5 separate regions of the Mus musculus genome follow, and regions 1, 3, 4 and 5 are each linked to region 2. The links are chromatin contacts, called in public HiChIP or PLAC-seq and promoter capture Hi-C maps. All regions are on one chromosome and are shown on one strand. Each heading gives the region's core, a stretch centred on a gene start, on an enhancer-like site or on the middle of the called end of the contact. The rest is flanking DNA. Distances are from core to core; before and after follow the strand shown. Region 1 overlaps Lpp (LIM domain containing preferred translocation partner in lipoma). Region 2 overlaps Tprg (transformation related protein 63 regulated). Region 3 has its middle 40 kb from the start of Gm41436. Region 4 holds the start of P3h2 (prolyl 3-hydroxylase 2). Region 5 has its middle 200 kb from the start of P3h2.

What was found. Promoter capture Hi-C pulls out the DNA fragments that hold promoters and counts their contacts. HiChIP or PLAC-seq counts read pairs in DNA pulled down with a chosen protein or histone mark.
Region 1: a FOXA1 HiChIP or PLAC-seq map of pancreatic cancer cells shows a contact between it and region 2. The contact joins two enhancer-like sites. A contact is called at or near these places in 1 of 15 datasets of contacts at CTCF or cohesin (the NIH/3T3 cell line) and 2 of 115 datasets of contacts at active chromatin or transcription factors (pancreatic cancer cells and vascular smooth muscle cells).
Region 3: a contact with region 2 is called in a FOXA1 HiChIP or PLAC-seq map of pancreatic cancer cells. The contact joins two enhancer-like sites. A contact is called at or near these places in 1 of 15 datasets of contacts at CTCF or cohesin (the NIH/3T3 cell line), 26 of 484 Hi-C or Micro-C datasets (the C2C12 cell line, the HL-1 cell line, LSK cells and 20 more) and 1 of 115 datasets of contacts at active chromatin or transcription factors (pancreatic cancer cells).
Region 4: a contact with region 2 is called in a promoter capture Hi-C map of embryonic stem cells, with 2.8 times the contacts expected there. The contact joins the promoter of P3h2 here to the enhancer-like site in region 2. A contact is called at or near these places in 5 of 39 promoter capture datasets (embryonic stem cells, hippocampal neurons, liver and 1 more), 1 of 484 Hi-C or Micro-C datasets (cortical neurons) and 2 of 115 datasets of contacts at active chromatin or transcription factors (bone marrow-derived macrophages and pancreatic cancer cells).
Region 5: a FOXA1 HiChIP or PLAC-seq map of pancreatic cancer cells shows a contact between it and region 2. The contact joins two enhancer-like sites. A contact is called at or near these places in 3 of 15 datasets of contacts at CTCF or cohesin (the NIH/3T3 cell line and pro-B cells), 2 of 484 Hi-C or Micro-C datasets (liver and uterus) and 2 of 115 datasets of contacts at active chromatin or transcription factors (embryonic stem cells and pancreatic cancer cells).

Annotation. Positions count from the first base shown.
Region 1 is chr16:24,494,216-24,496,915 of GRCm38.p6, forward strand. The region is part of intron 3 of Lpp (LIM domain containing preferred translocation partner in lipoma); the gene reads left to right. Among named protein-coding and RNA genes, the nearest start is that of Gm24440, 89 kb to the left of the region's middle. Within about 2 kb of position 1,441, at least 100 of the 459 cell types and tissues checked have an H3K27ac peak or open chromatin away from gene starts, as enhancers often do. A contact at or near this core is called in the NIH/3T3 cell line and pancreatic cancer cells, where this site is marked.
Region 2 is chr16:25,375,522-25,378,221 of GRCm38.p6, forward strand. All of the region lies in intron 4 of Tprg (transformation related protein 63 regulated), which reads left to right. Among named protein-coding and RNA genes, the nearest start is that of Tprg, 90 kb to the left of the region's middle. Within about 2 kb of position 1,375, at least 33 of the 459 cell types and tissues checked have an H3K27ac peak or open chromatin away from gene starts, as enhancers often do. A contact at or near this core is called in the HL-1 cell line, the NIH/3T3 cell line, embryonic fibroblasts and 2 more, where this site is marked.
Region 3 is chr16:26,210,395-26,213,094 of GRCm38.p6, forward strand. No RefSeq gene overlaps it. Among named protein-coding and RNA genes, the nearest start is that of Gm41436, 40 kb to the right of the region's middle. Within about 2 kb of position 1,312, at least 37 of the 459 cell types and tissues checked have an H3K27ac peak or open chromatin away from gene starts, as enhancers often do. A contact at or near this core is called in the HL-1 cell line, embryonic fibroblasts and pancreatic cancer cells, where this site is marked.
Region 4 is chr16:26,104,561-26,107,260 of GRCm38.p6, forward strand. It overlaps P3h2 (prolyl 3-hydroxylase 2), which reads right to left and starts at 1,253. Exons shown (of 15, transcript NM_173379.3): 1 at 656-1,253. The coding sequence starts at 1,123.
Region 5 is chr16:25,904,187-25,906,886 of GRCm38.p6, forward strand. No RefSeq gene overlaps it. Among named protein-coding and RNA genes, the nearest start is that of P3h2, 200 kb to the right of the region's middle. Within about 2 kb of position 1,410, at least 16 of the 459 cell types and tissues checked have an H3K27ac peak or open chromatin away from gene starts, as enhancers often do. A contact at or near this core is called in the NIH/3T3 cell line and pancreatic cancer cells, where this site is marked.

The DNA of each region.
Region 1 (2,700 bases), core at 191-2,690, 880 kb before region 2:
AGAGGCACGTGACTAAAACAGCTGCAGTAAACTCATTCCCATGCCTTCACGTGGGGGGAACACAAAATCGCATTCTTTGTTTTAAAGAAACTTACTTCACAAGACTTTTGTCTTGTTTTTGTTTGTTTGTTTGTTTGTTTTTTGGGTTTTGTTGTTGTTGTTGTTTTTGTTTGTTTGTTTGTTTGAGTTTTCTCACAAGGCCTCAGGAATCTCTCCTCACACAGCTTCATCCATGGCCCGTGTTTCCACGGTGGAGAACAGAAGCCTCTGAGATTTGCTAACCTTGCCGCCCTCTCTTCCAATCTGGTTCTCGTCCCTTTAAGTGAGCATAAGAAAACAAATCAAAACCAAACCAAAGCACCGTTTCTCCCCTTTCTAAGTTCAGGGTGTGAATCACTTCTCCCTGCCCTCTGCATTTCTGTGAATGTTTCCTAGATGGACTCAGTGGGCTTCCAGTAAAGACAAACAGCTCAGAGAGCAGATTGCACTCACACTCACAGCCTGAGTCCTGTGACCCAGACATTGGAACTCAGTGCCTAATATGGTAATAAGAGGAGCAGGAGAGGGAGCCGACGAGGATGCCAGACATGCAATGCATTGCTAAGAAATGTACGTGCACTACTGAAGAAACAGGGCGCTTGCTCCTTGATTTCCACGTTATGTAGGACATGAACTGTGAAGTTCTGAGAAAGAAGCCAGTGTTCCAGGCATCTGCCACAGGGAAAAGTTTATTTTCCCTTTGCTCTTCAGACATGAGTCGGCTTAATTCAGTTAGTGTTCAAATCAATGCTAGCATGGGATGGGAACTAAGAAATCATTCTTACAGCCAGCAGACATAGGTTTTCTGCCCAGTTCGACTGCCATTCAACTGTGAAACGCACTTTCTTCCTGGCGTGCCTTTTTCAGCCGTGAAGTGGCTGGATGCTGTGATCTCCAAGACATCTAACGTATCTGTTTGCTTTCCTTCTAATTTTGTCTGAGATAATTTCATTTCCTGTGGAATTCCCCAAACAAAGCATTTTCTAATTCTTCCAGATACTTTCTGTGACTTGAACTAAAAAGACAGAATAAATACTGGCTTTGCATTTCCATTGTGACTTCCTTAAGTATGTTTGGCAGACTGTTCCCTGTGCTTGGCAGAGCTTTTCTCGATCCTAGGCACATTATGCCTTTCTTCCACCTTGGTCCACCTCCTTTCCCCATTCTCTTATCTCTGGACAATCAGTGTGTGTAGGGAGGCATCTAGTACATGGCGCAGGTTTACACCACAGTTTTACACTAATTCAATGCAGCCTTTCCATGGCCTTGCCCAGTCATTGCTGCTCTTATCCATTCAGCCTGCTTTATGGGAGAAGTGGGGCCAGCAGGAGGGAGGTCCCACTGCTTCCCTGCACTCTACAAGATGGAACTGGGCATGAGAGAGTTTTCCAGGCAGGGACTGGATGAGTCACTGGGCTGTCACAGATGTTAAATAAGACTGAGAGAAGAATGGAGTGTGGTCATCTGCGTGTGAGGCAATGAAAGGCTTTGAATGCTTTCTGTCTTTATGGGTTCTGCAATCTGTTATCCCTAAGTGCTGTAGTCTTGTTACGGGCATCTGTGACTTACCCTTTTGGTAGATGGTTGTAGTCAACGCTGACCTCTCCCCATTCGCAAGGTGTATTTCTAACATAAGATAAAGGAACTTTCTCTGACAGAAGATAAAGGAAATTCTTGACAGATTTCCAGCCTTGTGGTTATTATATCGCAATGGCAGCTTGTCTATCCCAAGTAACTGTAGAAAGTTACTGCTCTGAGAAAGCCATAGGGCATTAGGAGTCCCCCTTTCCCTTGTTAAGGACCCTGCAGGAACTACATTTCCCTGTTACAGTTTAGGCTGGCTATAGAGCAGCCCCCTGGTCCTGGGAGAAAGGGGAGGGCAGAGATGAAGCTGTATAACAGAGGGGTTGCTTTGGAGAGATCGGGAGACAAGAGGTCTGTGTTCTGGGGAAGCCATGTCAGAGCTCACTCTTGAGTCATGCTTCATTCTCCAGATCCTCATTTCTCTGTCTGGCAAATACGATTGGTCCTTGAAAGTCTCTTCTAGCCCCAAAGCCTACAGATCAGTTTCTTTGTGTTTCATGTTGTTCCTTCTTGTTCAGCAGTACCAAGTGGATCGATTTGCATCAAATTGCCATTGTGTTCTTTAACACCAAACAGAGCCCAGACAAAGCCACACTTTTGCCTTAGGTGTTCACTGTAATATCGAGATCAGATTCTTCCGTGTAGCGTCTGACTCCCCTTTATCACCTAGTTCCAACCCATGGTGCTCGTCGAGGGCAACCGTTTGCTTGTCTGGGTGGCACCATCTTAAAGATGACCTGAGTGTGAGCACTTTGTGCTGTACAGTATAAAAGAATGAAGGCACTGAACACTGTGCATGTTGACTTCTTCTCAGGGCCAGAACCGAAGGGTAAAGAGCAAGCACGATTTCTGGGATTCTCTAGCAGTCTCTACAAATAGCTCAGAGGTAGACGTAGGGACACCGAGACCAGTGCATCTTCTGCTTCAGTAAAAGCATAAATTTTAATGGTTACAAATGCGTGGTGCTATTATGAGGAAACCACAGGAAAGACCAGTCATATAAACAGTAATAATTTATTGACCATGACTAATCCTTTGGGGAGTATGATAGATGACGTAGGCTTATAAGCGCTTTAC
Region 2 (2,700 bases), core at 125-2,624:
GCCATCTTGCTCCTTCACTGAGGTCCCTCAGTTGTTATAAGCTGTTACAGGAATCTAGCAGAAAGGAACTGACTCTCCTGGCCATTGTGCTTGCATTTAGTTTGTTTGTTTGTTTTTTGCCATTTTTATTAGATCTTTGAGAATTTCACAAAACATATTCATCTCCCTCCCCCGACTCCTCCCAGACCTTTCCCACTCACCTAACTTTGTTTCCTCTTCATTAATTTAAACCCATCAAGTCCAATTTGCATTGCCATGTAGTCCTGGAAATGTGACTTTCCAGGGGACTGTGGTTGACCCACCAGGGGTTACAGCCTCAAAGAAAACTGTTTCATTACTTCTCTACATTATTGACCTATAAATCCTTTTCTCCCAATCATAATATTTGTGTCAGAAAAATTCTGGAGATAGAGGGACCCATAGAGACTATATAAGACCCAGAAGGGCAAAGCAACTTAGGTAAAATTACAGTTACAGAGACATAAACAACTGTGGGGCCCTGACTACTCAGGAAAACTCAGGCTTGGATCACAAAGCAAAGTGGCTTCACATACTGACTCTTATTTCTTGTCAGCCAATTCTCATCAGTAAAGACGGAAATTAATAACAGCATTTCAGGGATGTTGGTCAGTGTAAGCAGGTACTCTATTGGAAAGCCTAGTGGTTTGCTCATATGCAGTCTCTTGAATTTGGTTTGGACTCTTGGTGAGATCATGTGTTTTACAGTTTACAGCACAGTTAACCCTCCCCACCTGGTACAAGAGTACAACTCAGCCCTTGGTGGGAAAACAGTGCAAACAGTCCCTTCAGAATGTCTTCACGTCATAGGCTAACCAAGTTATAGCATGCTTTTCCCATATGTAGTTTAAGCATCTATTATTATGTTTGGGATATGCTTTGGCTTGTATTGCCAAACCTGTATAATTAAGTGTTATATTATAGTGGGCTCCACAGCATTGGGCAACGAAATGAATTCTGGCCTTGTAATCAGCTGAATTTTGTGCCAACTCTACAAGGCACTAGCTCTGTGATTGTACACGAATTTCCTTTCGAATCCATAAAGTGACAGTTCAAAAAAAAGAAAAAGGGGATATGACCGATTTTCAGATCTCATTTGCGGGGATTTTCTTCTGGGAATGCATCGGAGACTCCTACTGTCTGTGTAAGGTTTCATGTTGACTGCTGAGATCACTCTTCTAATCAAATCCGCTCAATCGTGGATGATTAAGATGATTTCCCAACCGCAGACCTCTCCTGCTCAAAGTTCTCTCTTTAAATTTACTGCCAGAGCTCAGTGGAGTTCAGTAGCCAGCTCAGATGCTGACAGACCTGGGAGACAGTACCGCCTCCTACAGGAAGGTGGCGCGAGAGACTCTTCTCATAGATCAACCAGGAGGCTAATGGCCTGGAATGGAATACTCACAGAATCAGTAAACTGGTGACCATTCAAAGCAGACTTCCCTTTTCGGGCATCCGGACTGTTAGTTGTCCAGCCTCAGAGGACTTCTGGTAAAACAGAATTGACTTGGGGAAGACTTTGCTTGTCATGATTTTCCCTGAGTGAAGTGGAAGTCAGCTTCTCTAAGAGTCGCCCTCCTCCCCCTTCTCTTCCTTATCTCCATGGAGTTAGGAGTCAGCCCATTAATTCAGTATCTATTCAGTTCTTGCAGTGTGCCAAGCATGCCAGAGCTGAGCTCTGGGGAGCAATGTGTGAAGTATTCGTTTTTCCGGGGCAAACGGTGAGATTGGAGAAGTATTAAGTATACGGCGTGTGGCAAATGCTGATACTTGTGACCCAGGTGGCACAGAAGGAGTGAAGGGGGCTCACTCAGAGGAGGCTACAGGAAGGATTCTCCAAAGATCCAGAATTTGAAAAATGTTCACTCTCTCCTTCATTTCAGTCCTCCTTGAGCTGATTATCCTGGTAGACAGTGACAAAGAGCACATTCTGGGGGGGGGGGGGGGGGGTCACACGAAGACTGGGGACACGAGTTCTCAACCCAGGCTTATTACTATTGTCCCTGCACAAAGATGGATGGAGGAGACGATCGGAATAGGTTGTTCAGTCCTTGCTGTCTAATTGGTCTCCGTCTCTCTTTCTTTTCCCCACTGATTAGCCTAGAAAAAAAAATCGCTATCTTTCCTAAGTGTTGGCTTTCTTAAAGTTCAGTGTACCCCATCTTCCATGACATAGACCTTTATTGGGGGGCCCTTAGCTTGTGGTTGAAATGTTCACAGTTCTTAACTGGAAAACACTGTTGAGAAAAGCCACAAAAATTGTGAACGTGCCCAGGCATATTGGAAGCTGCCCCCAAGGTCTTTCCATTGACCAGCACAAAGACTATGACGAAGGTGCTGTCTGCCCACTCCTATGTGGAAATCGTGTTGTGTTTGTCTAGAAGCCAGAAGGAAAAAAAATATATGTTGAAAATGGCCTGATGACAGCCTATTTTGAGATACAGATGCCTTGCTACTTCAAATCCTTTCTTGCAAAAATTCTTATAGTTGAAAGGTTTTCATTGGTCTGAAGTCCAAGGAAATGAGCGTCCTTCCTTATCTAATTTAGCTAGACTGACAGTTTGCCTGTAGCTATTGGGAAACAGAGGGCTACTCACAGCCATTGGAGTGAAACCTCTGGGATATGGGATACAGTTCCTAAGTTTGGCCACAGAAATGATTTTTTTCTTTAAAAATGCCCCA
Region 3 (2,700 bases), core at 62-2,561, 830 kb after region 2:
ATTCCAAAAATAGCAAAAATATTAAGGAAAATCAGCAACACCAGACCGAGGACAGAATGCCAATGTTCAACTAAAAGTTGTTTCAAAGTAAGAACAAGAGAAATGAGTGGGCTACAGGGGCTACAGTATTTGAAGAAATACATGTTGAAGAGTTTGCCAACGGTGGGGCTGTGATGGAACTCATTTGGCGCAGAGCTTGTTTGGCATGCATGAAGTTCAAGGTCATATTCTACTGCACAGCAAGTTCAGGTCAGCCTGGGCTGCACGAGACCCTGTCACAGTAGTAACGCTAATTTGTCATTTACATGGTAAGTGTTTCACTATCACCTTGGACTGCATCAATTTGCAGTTTGCTTTAGTAGAGCTCCCATGAGCATCTGTTTACTCTTCCAAGTGTCAGAGGAATGTAAGGCATTGTTTTGTTAGGTGGACTAGAGATATTCTTGACCTGTGTTTTTATTTTAATATTGCCATACTGATGTAAAAAGATTTTGTCATTTGCTAGAAAAAGTTCTATTAAGATCCTCTGGAGTCCCCACAGGAAAACGTGTAGAACTGATTAACACTTTCAGCAAAGTTGCAGAGTACAAAGTCAACAGACAAAAACCACAATGGAATTTAATTCATCTGTAATGAAACATAGGAATGTGTAATTTTTAGGAAAATGGATAGAACTAGAAACAATTTTATTGAGTGAGGATGTCTACTAAAAGAAAACCAAATGCAACCAATGTTCTCCATGTGTGGACACTTAATTTTGATTTTTAATTCTTTCTGCTCAACTCAGAGTACCTGTAGAAGCTGAGGAACCAGAAAAAACCACTGGAAGGGTGATTCTTTAAAAGAGAGGGAGAGAATAAAATGCAGATAACATAAAAGAATGTGGACACTTGAGACAGAAGGCAGGGAAAGGGGTGTGGGAGGAGAGATAGTGAGAAGGGAAGAATTAACCAAAACAAACTATTTTTTAAAAACACACACACACACATGGAAAGCTACAGACTTGTGACCAAATTAAAAATATAATTTATAGTTTATTTTTAAATTGGAAGTGGCATCTTTTCATGGCTAGTAAATGTTGTTCCCAGAAGCCACAGATTATTAAACAAATTCCCCAGTGCCAGGGGTGGGATACCTCCTTATGAGTCATTTGGCCAGGGAATCTCCAGATGCCCCGAAAACAATACAGGCTTTTGTTATTCCTCTTAGTCATCCACCAAACTTTATAATAAGACACTAATACCAAAGACGCCACAAGTCTTGGATGCACGTGTATTTACATTCCACTGTATGACAAATCAAGCTGGAGCTGAGATGGAACATTCCTCCTTGCTAGATAGCTTGCATAGTCTCAGAAGCCTCTTTGCAAGCTGCTTAAGGAAGAAGAGTTTGAGTGGTCTCACCCAGCTGTGAGTCCTACAGTCTATAAGACCAACTTGTCTGGCAAGGTGTGTTCACTTGCACAATAGTGGCACTTTTGTTTTTGGGATAACCAACTGTTCTCCGATTGGATTTTAGATCTGCTCCTTAGCTGTATTAGTCAGGGTTCTCTAGAGTCACAGAACTTACGGATAGTCTCTATATAGTAAAAGAATTTATTGATGACTTACAGTCAGCAGCCCAATTCCCAACAATGGTTCAGTCGCAGCTGTGAATGGAAGTCCAAGGATCTAGCAGTTACTCAGTCTCACACAGCAAGCAGGCGAAGGAGCAAGAGCTAGACTCCCTTCTTCCAATGTCCTTATATTGTCTCCAGCAGAAGGTGTAGCCCAGATTAAAGGTGTGTTCCACCACACCTTTAATCCCAGATGAAAGGCATAGCCCAGATTAAAGGTGTATTCCTTGAACTCGGAGATTTAATCTTCTGGAATCCATAGCCACTATGGCTCAAGATCTCCATACCAAGATCCAGATCAGAAACTTCTATCTCCAAGCCTCCAGATAAGGGTCACTGGTGAGCCTTCCAATTCTGGATTGTACTTCATTCCAAATATAGTCAAGTTGACAACCAGGAATAGCCACTACATTAGCGGATGGGAGAATCCACACCTAGTACTGTAAACATGCTCAAAATCACACATCTCAGGAGATCATAGGCCAAGTAGGGAAGTGAATAGTAATTTTGGCAAATGAACATGATATCTATATGTCTTTTAAATACCTAAATTTACACCTATGGGTACATGATATTTTCAGCCTTAGAGAATCCTTTTTCCTCAGTGAGTGGTGGTGAATGCAGATACTCATGGCTTTTGGGGTGGTGAGAATAAGTGGTAGATCCTTGGTCAGTCCTAAACAAAACATTTATGTCAACCCATGTAAGGCTCAGTTAATGTTGTAGGAGAGAAACACATGAAAGAACACAAGACACAGAAGATAGGGAGAACAGCTGTGAAATATCATCTCCTCGACAAACTTAACTACTGTAATCACAAATGTAGAGTTGCTGTGAAGCCTGGGCTTGTCAATAGTCAGCATGGATGTCAAAGGCACTCAGGACCCTAATCCTCACGTTTGGATTATTTGCTGCTGATAGATTCATGAAGAAGTTTTATACCTGAGAATGGTTCCACCAAGCTGCAAAAGATAGTTACAACTCAATTGTCACAAGATGGCCCTAATTAACCTAAATGGGTCTCTCTCTCTCTTTCCCTCTCTGTTTCTGTTTCTGTCTCTGCCTCTCTCGATTTCACACACACA
Region 4 (2,700 bases), core at 3-2,502, 730 kb after region 2:
AGTTAGGTCTTTTTAACTGGGGCTCTGGGGTATGCCAGTTTTGATTGTATACCTCCTGACAGCAACTCCGGGGAAGGTACATAGACGCAAGTAAAAGCAGAGAGCGCTGGGCATCTGAGGTGAAGTGGTCCTAAATGGTGGGAACCCCAGGAACCTAAACCAGTACCAAAGAAATCCGCACTTTCAGTAGATTGCCTCATACAGCTTCAAGCATCATTCCTCCACGACTTTTTATCTCGTTGCTCTTCTTTAGTTGAAGAGAAATAACTTTTAGGACCGTTTAGGGCCGTTTCTTAAACTTAGAAGATCAGACTGCAGAGTAAGAGGGATAGCTAAAAGGAGATCAGGAGTGGGCTATGTCAAAGAATTTACTCTAGGTCTAGGTAGAGCACAACCACCGAAGTGTTGAAAGACACTTTTGATATGCTCTTCTTGGCACAGCCCATTTTTGCGAGTGAAGAGGACGCTGAGACAGAGAGCAAAGCTGATCTGCCCACTTTCATCTAGTCTAGTCTCTGGGCTTCTACTTGCACGCAAAGCAGAGCCACTGCGAAAGGCTGGATGGAGTGTAGAGCAATGCTCCCTCCCACCCCACCCCCTATCCCACAAAGCCAACCCTAGGGTCACCCGCGATGGGCGCAGCCACGTTCAGTACCTTGATGTAGGCCCTCTGCAGGTAGTTGTAGGGAACTCTGCGTTGGAAGTCGCTGCGCACGTCCTCGCTGACGCGGTGGCGGGACGCGGGGCCGCCCAGGCGCTGGCTCTGGCAGCTGCGGGAGCAGCGCGCCCGCTCCAGCACCGCGCGGAAGAAGGGCAGCTCGGCTCCGGGGCCGGCGCCGGGGGGCGCGAGCGGACGGCGCGCCGCGCAGTGGCGGGCGCAGCGCGTGCGGATGTCCCGTAGGCGCCGGTGACTGCTCAGGGCGGCTTCCAGGTCCCGCACCGCTCGCTCATAGTCGCCGCTGTAGTAGGCAGCCACGCCGCTGGCGTAGAGCAGGTCGAAGGGCTGCAGCGGGCCGCGCTCGGGCTCTGGCTCCGGGGACCGGCGACCGTCCTGGGGGCCGCCCCGCTGCGGTGTGGGCAGCAGTAGCAGCAACAGCAGCGACACCCACGTGCTCTCCCGCATCCTCCGCCGGACCCGTGGAGGGAGATCGTCGCGCTTCTTGCCTGCCCCACCGCAACTCACGTTCGAGCCCCGCTCCAACTCCGAGGGCTAGCGAGCCGATCCTGCCGTGATCCCGCTGCGCGACAGCCCCAGGTGACCGCCGGCAGCGCTGCGGTCCTGGAGGCGGAGGCTCGCCCAGCTGGCCGCTCTTAAAGGGACGCCTCCAGCTCACACGCTCCTCCTGCCGCCGAGCCTCCGCGAGCCGCGCTCCAGCTGCCTGAGAGCTAGCACAGTCCTGAGAGGCCGACCCCTGGGGACAAGTTTTGCGTGTGGGGTCCCTTGTGGGTGGCAGAAGACGATGGTGTTGCTTTATCTTCAGCACTTGGGGAAGTGAGGTCCACAGTCGTTTTCTGGAATCTATGTGGACTTGCTCTTTGCAGTCCTTCACTCTTAGATGCAACATGAAGGGGCATTTCAGACTGCCTGAAAAGCTCTAGAGAAGGGGAGGAGGGCCCCTGGCCAGTTGAGTAGGTTTGAGGAGAAAGGGGTTTGCCCAAGTTTATACAGCTAAGAATAAGCAAAGGATGAACCTAGCTCTGCCCCACAAAAATAGAAGCTTCCCGCCCTCCTGTAGGGCAGGGTCTCCTCCCTCTTGCTTTCTCCCATGGCTAAGTGTGGATGTGTTCCTGTATTGAATGTGAAGACTGGGCAAGAACGATAAATAACCCGAGTTTCCTGTTCAGACCGCTGGAGGAAAGTGGAGCTGTACATTAAGTTCTGCCTTTGGCAGTTTTCCAGATGTGCACTGGGCCTCTGTTACTTACCTCATCCAAAGCAGCCAAATGCCCAACATGTCCAGTGATATTCAGACATAAATCCCTATTGTGAGAGTTGAACAAAGAGTCAGTTTAACAAACCCAGTACCCCAGGACTTAAGCAATGAACATCAATCTAGAAGTGGGAAACTTGACAGAAACAGCTGCCAGAGTCCAAGGAACTAGCTGGAGGCTTTCCTGTTCCTCCCCGTCTGTTGGGTCATAAATACCTTCTTAGCCAAGGTGTTCCCCTCTTTTCTGTCCCTTGGCTCCACACTCCCAGAAAAAGGGGGGGAAAGTGTGTTAGACTCTGGAGTCCAGCCTGCAATTCCCTGGGAGGACTTCTGTTTGTCTGGAACTGTCTGTGGGAATCTCACCTCAGTCTCTGGGCCATTGGAAAGATAACCAACGGGAAAGAACCGCATATATTGTCCAACTGACCCGAATTTGCTGAAGAAAGTCTTTGTGTAAAATGGTCACTATTCAAAAAAGGTGGCTAGTGTCGCAACCTTTCCCTTCTTCTTGTTGAGTTTCTCACCCTTTTGGCCATGAACCGCGCTGGCTAAATAACTCTGAAAAAAAAAAACTGATTCATGTACATATTAATTTTTACACCAAAATTCTCAAAATTGTCTATTTCCATTCATGGCAAATCTTGCCTTAGATGGTCAGTGCTCCAGAATTAGCAAAGAGTTTTTTTTTTTTTTCTCCTGGTGATGAACTGTTCAGATAAAGGTGGCAGAGTCTAAAATTATGGATCTATTTGGAGAAGGGTTTGAAGCA
Region 5 (2,700 bases), core at 160-2,659, 530 kb after region 2:
CACAGGTGATGCACAGTCACTCTTGCAGAAAAAATATGAACATACAGCAAAATCGATAAATTAAAAAATATGGAGAGTTCAAAAACAATGTTACTTGTATACATATATAATCCACAGATGTTATGATTGTTAATCGGCAGATATTATGATATTTAGTAGTATATATGTAAGACCTGGGTTTGTCTGTTTGGTTCACAGTCTGGGACACACTTGAGGATACATATATACAACCAGTATCAATGAAACACCTTACATTGTAATACTGTACTGTCAATGACTTGGAGAAACATGCTTTGGAAAGGAGATCAAGAGAATGTCAAAGGAAAGCAGCCTGTGGACTCTTTTATATCGAGACCATAAGAACAATCTCCCAATGGTGTGCCAACATAGAAAGCCTTCCTTTGCTTCTCAACATCAGTGCTGAAGAAGCCCATACCAATCTGTGTTCCCAGATGCTATGAGTGGTGAGATTGTAGACTATCAACAAAAGTGAACTCACATGCACCTTGTGACTCTACTGTTAGCACATATCATGAGTTGATCATCTAAGATCATGAAGCCAGTCAACAACTGATTTGAGTTACTACTTAAGTTTCTTTTTTATACTCCTCTCAATGTTCTATCAGAGTGTGGTAGCTCAACATTCTGAAGCTTTCCCCTGACTTTCGTGGACAAGGCATGCTCTAGTTCAGCTTGAACCACTAACATATTAGCAAGATCTTACAGATGAAATATGCCTTATGTTATTTAGTGAGCCTGCATCTGTAGTCATTGGTCCAGTTCTACCTGGCATAAAGGCAAATCTGCATCTTCCTAGTGGGCTGTCTAGATGAATTAAAATAAATAAAGCTCATTATGGTTACTTCGGGTGGTCATTTTGTGCCACTTTACCCATATACTGCTGTTTCTAAGATACTTTAGAGACAGAGATAGCAAAAGGGAAGTGGATTTCTGTGGGCCTAGATGGAGAGCCAGTCTCATCAAAGCTAGGGAATGCTTTATTCTTCAAAGACCTTAAGTAGTCATATTGTTCCAGTTTAGCTAATGCCTGCTTTGAAAAGAGACCTGGGATGCGTTTTCCACTAAGTTAATCCCACTGAAAGCTTCTTCAATTAAGTCAAGCTTTAGGGTCCAAGAAATAGACAAGTGAATTAAGCCTCTGTGACTCAGCTCCTCCTTCCTCATTGCACAGCCAGGAATGTGAGGAGGAAATGAGTTGGATCAAATCTATGCTACAGATCCATGAAGCAAGGAACCTGGCCCTAAACACACCCAAGATGCTTTTCCAACAAAATACCTGTGCATTACAGTAAGTCTACTCTAGCACTTGGTCCCAGTGAGTAAGAATCTCACATTTATGAGTCTGGAAAGAAGATGAATAAGAGAAAGGCACGTATCCATGCAAAGGGGGTTTGGGTGGGGCCAGCATACTGGCATTAACAGGAACTGGCTGATTCATTACCACAGACTAGTACCCCTGCTAGCATTTAGGAAATACAAACACATAACATATAACTGATGTCTTTATACCATTCCAAAGGAGAATAGTCTGAGAGTGCAATAACAGGACAAGATGGGGGAGGAAGCCCTAATCAAGTGGCACAGTGTGAGGTGAAGCTCTGACACAGTACCTTTACCCCGAACTTGAAACTGAACTCTGTTGTGGCAAGTTCAAATATAGGGACTCAAGCTGAAGGTAAAGATCTTGGAATTTCCCTTATTAATCATCAATAAAAAGCCTCTTTCTGAGGTAAGTAAATTTCCAGCCTCTTCCAACTTTTGGTGTTCCAGTAAATCTAAAGACAGCCATGGTTGCTGACTATTGAGAATGGAGCCTGTTAATGTGGAGCTCTGTATTGAGGAACAAGCCTTCTGAAATGTGTCCAGACACTAATCCAACACCATCACATTGTTTATATTGCACACAATTTCTTTTACTTTGCAGGTCTCTGTTTGCTAATTTGCTGATACAAAAAGAGGTAGTTTTGTTTTTCTCTTCTTCTTTATAGTACTGGAGATGGAAACAAGGATTTGTGTGTGTTAGACAGCCACTCTCCACTGAACTCCCAGACCACCCATGTTTATTTCTATTTTGATCCTTTACAGGCTTCAGTTGGTTGTCCAAGCTGTTCTGAGCTCAGTATTTAACCCTATCAGGCCCTAACTAATACTTTCCCATTCACCCCACTTACATTGTATGGCAGGTCACATAACTCAGCATTCCCAGGTTAAATTTTCACTCATATCATTACTGATGGAGTGATTTTACTTAAGTTGTTGTACCTGTCTCCAACTTAGACAATAGTGAAGTCATTCTAATACATATACAAAAAGATGAGTCTAACTTTTAATAATCAGTAATAAAGTAACAAGATCTCAATAAATACTCCTGATTCTTAAGACAGCCACTAATAATATTGCTCACAAATCCTTAGGGTTAACGTAGTGAAAATGGCCATCTTACCAAAAGCAATCTACAGATTCAGTGCAATTCCCAATCCAAATTCCAGCACAAGTTTTTATAGACCTTGAAAGAGAAATTCTTAATTGCATATGGAAAAATAAAAAGCCAAGGATATCAAAATTTCTAAACAATAAAAGAATTTTTGGAAGATAAAAACATTCATGACCTTAAGTTATACTACAGAACAATAATGAGAAGAACCACATGCTATTGGTACAGAGACAGACAGGTTGATC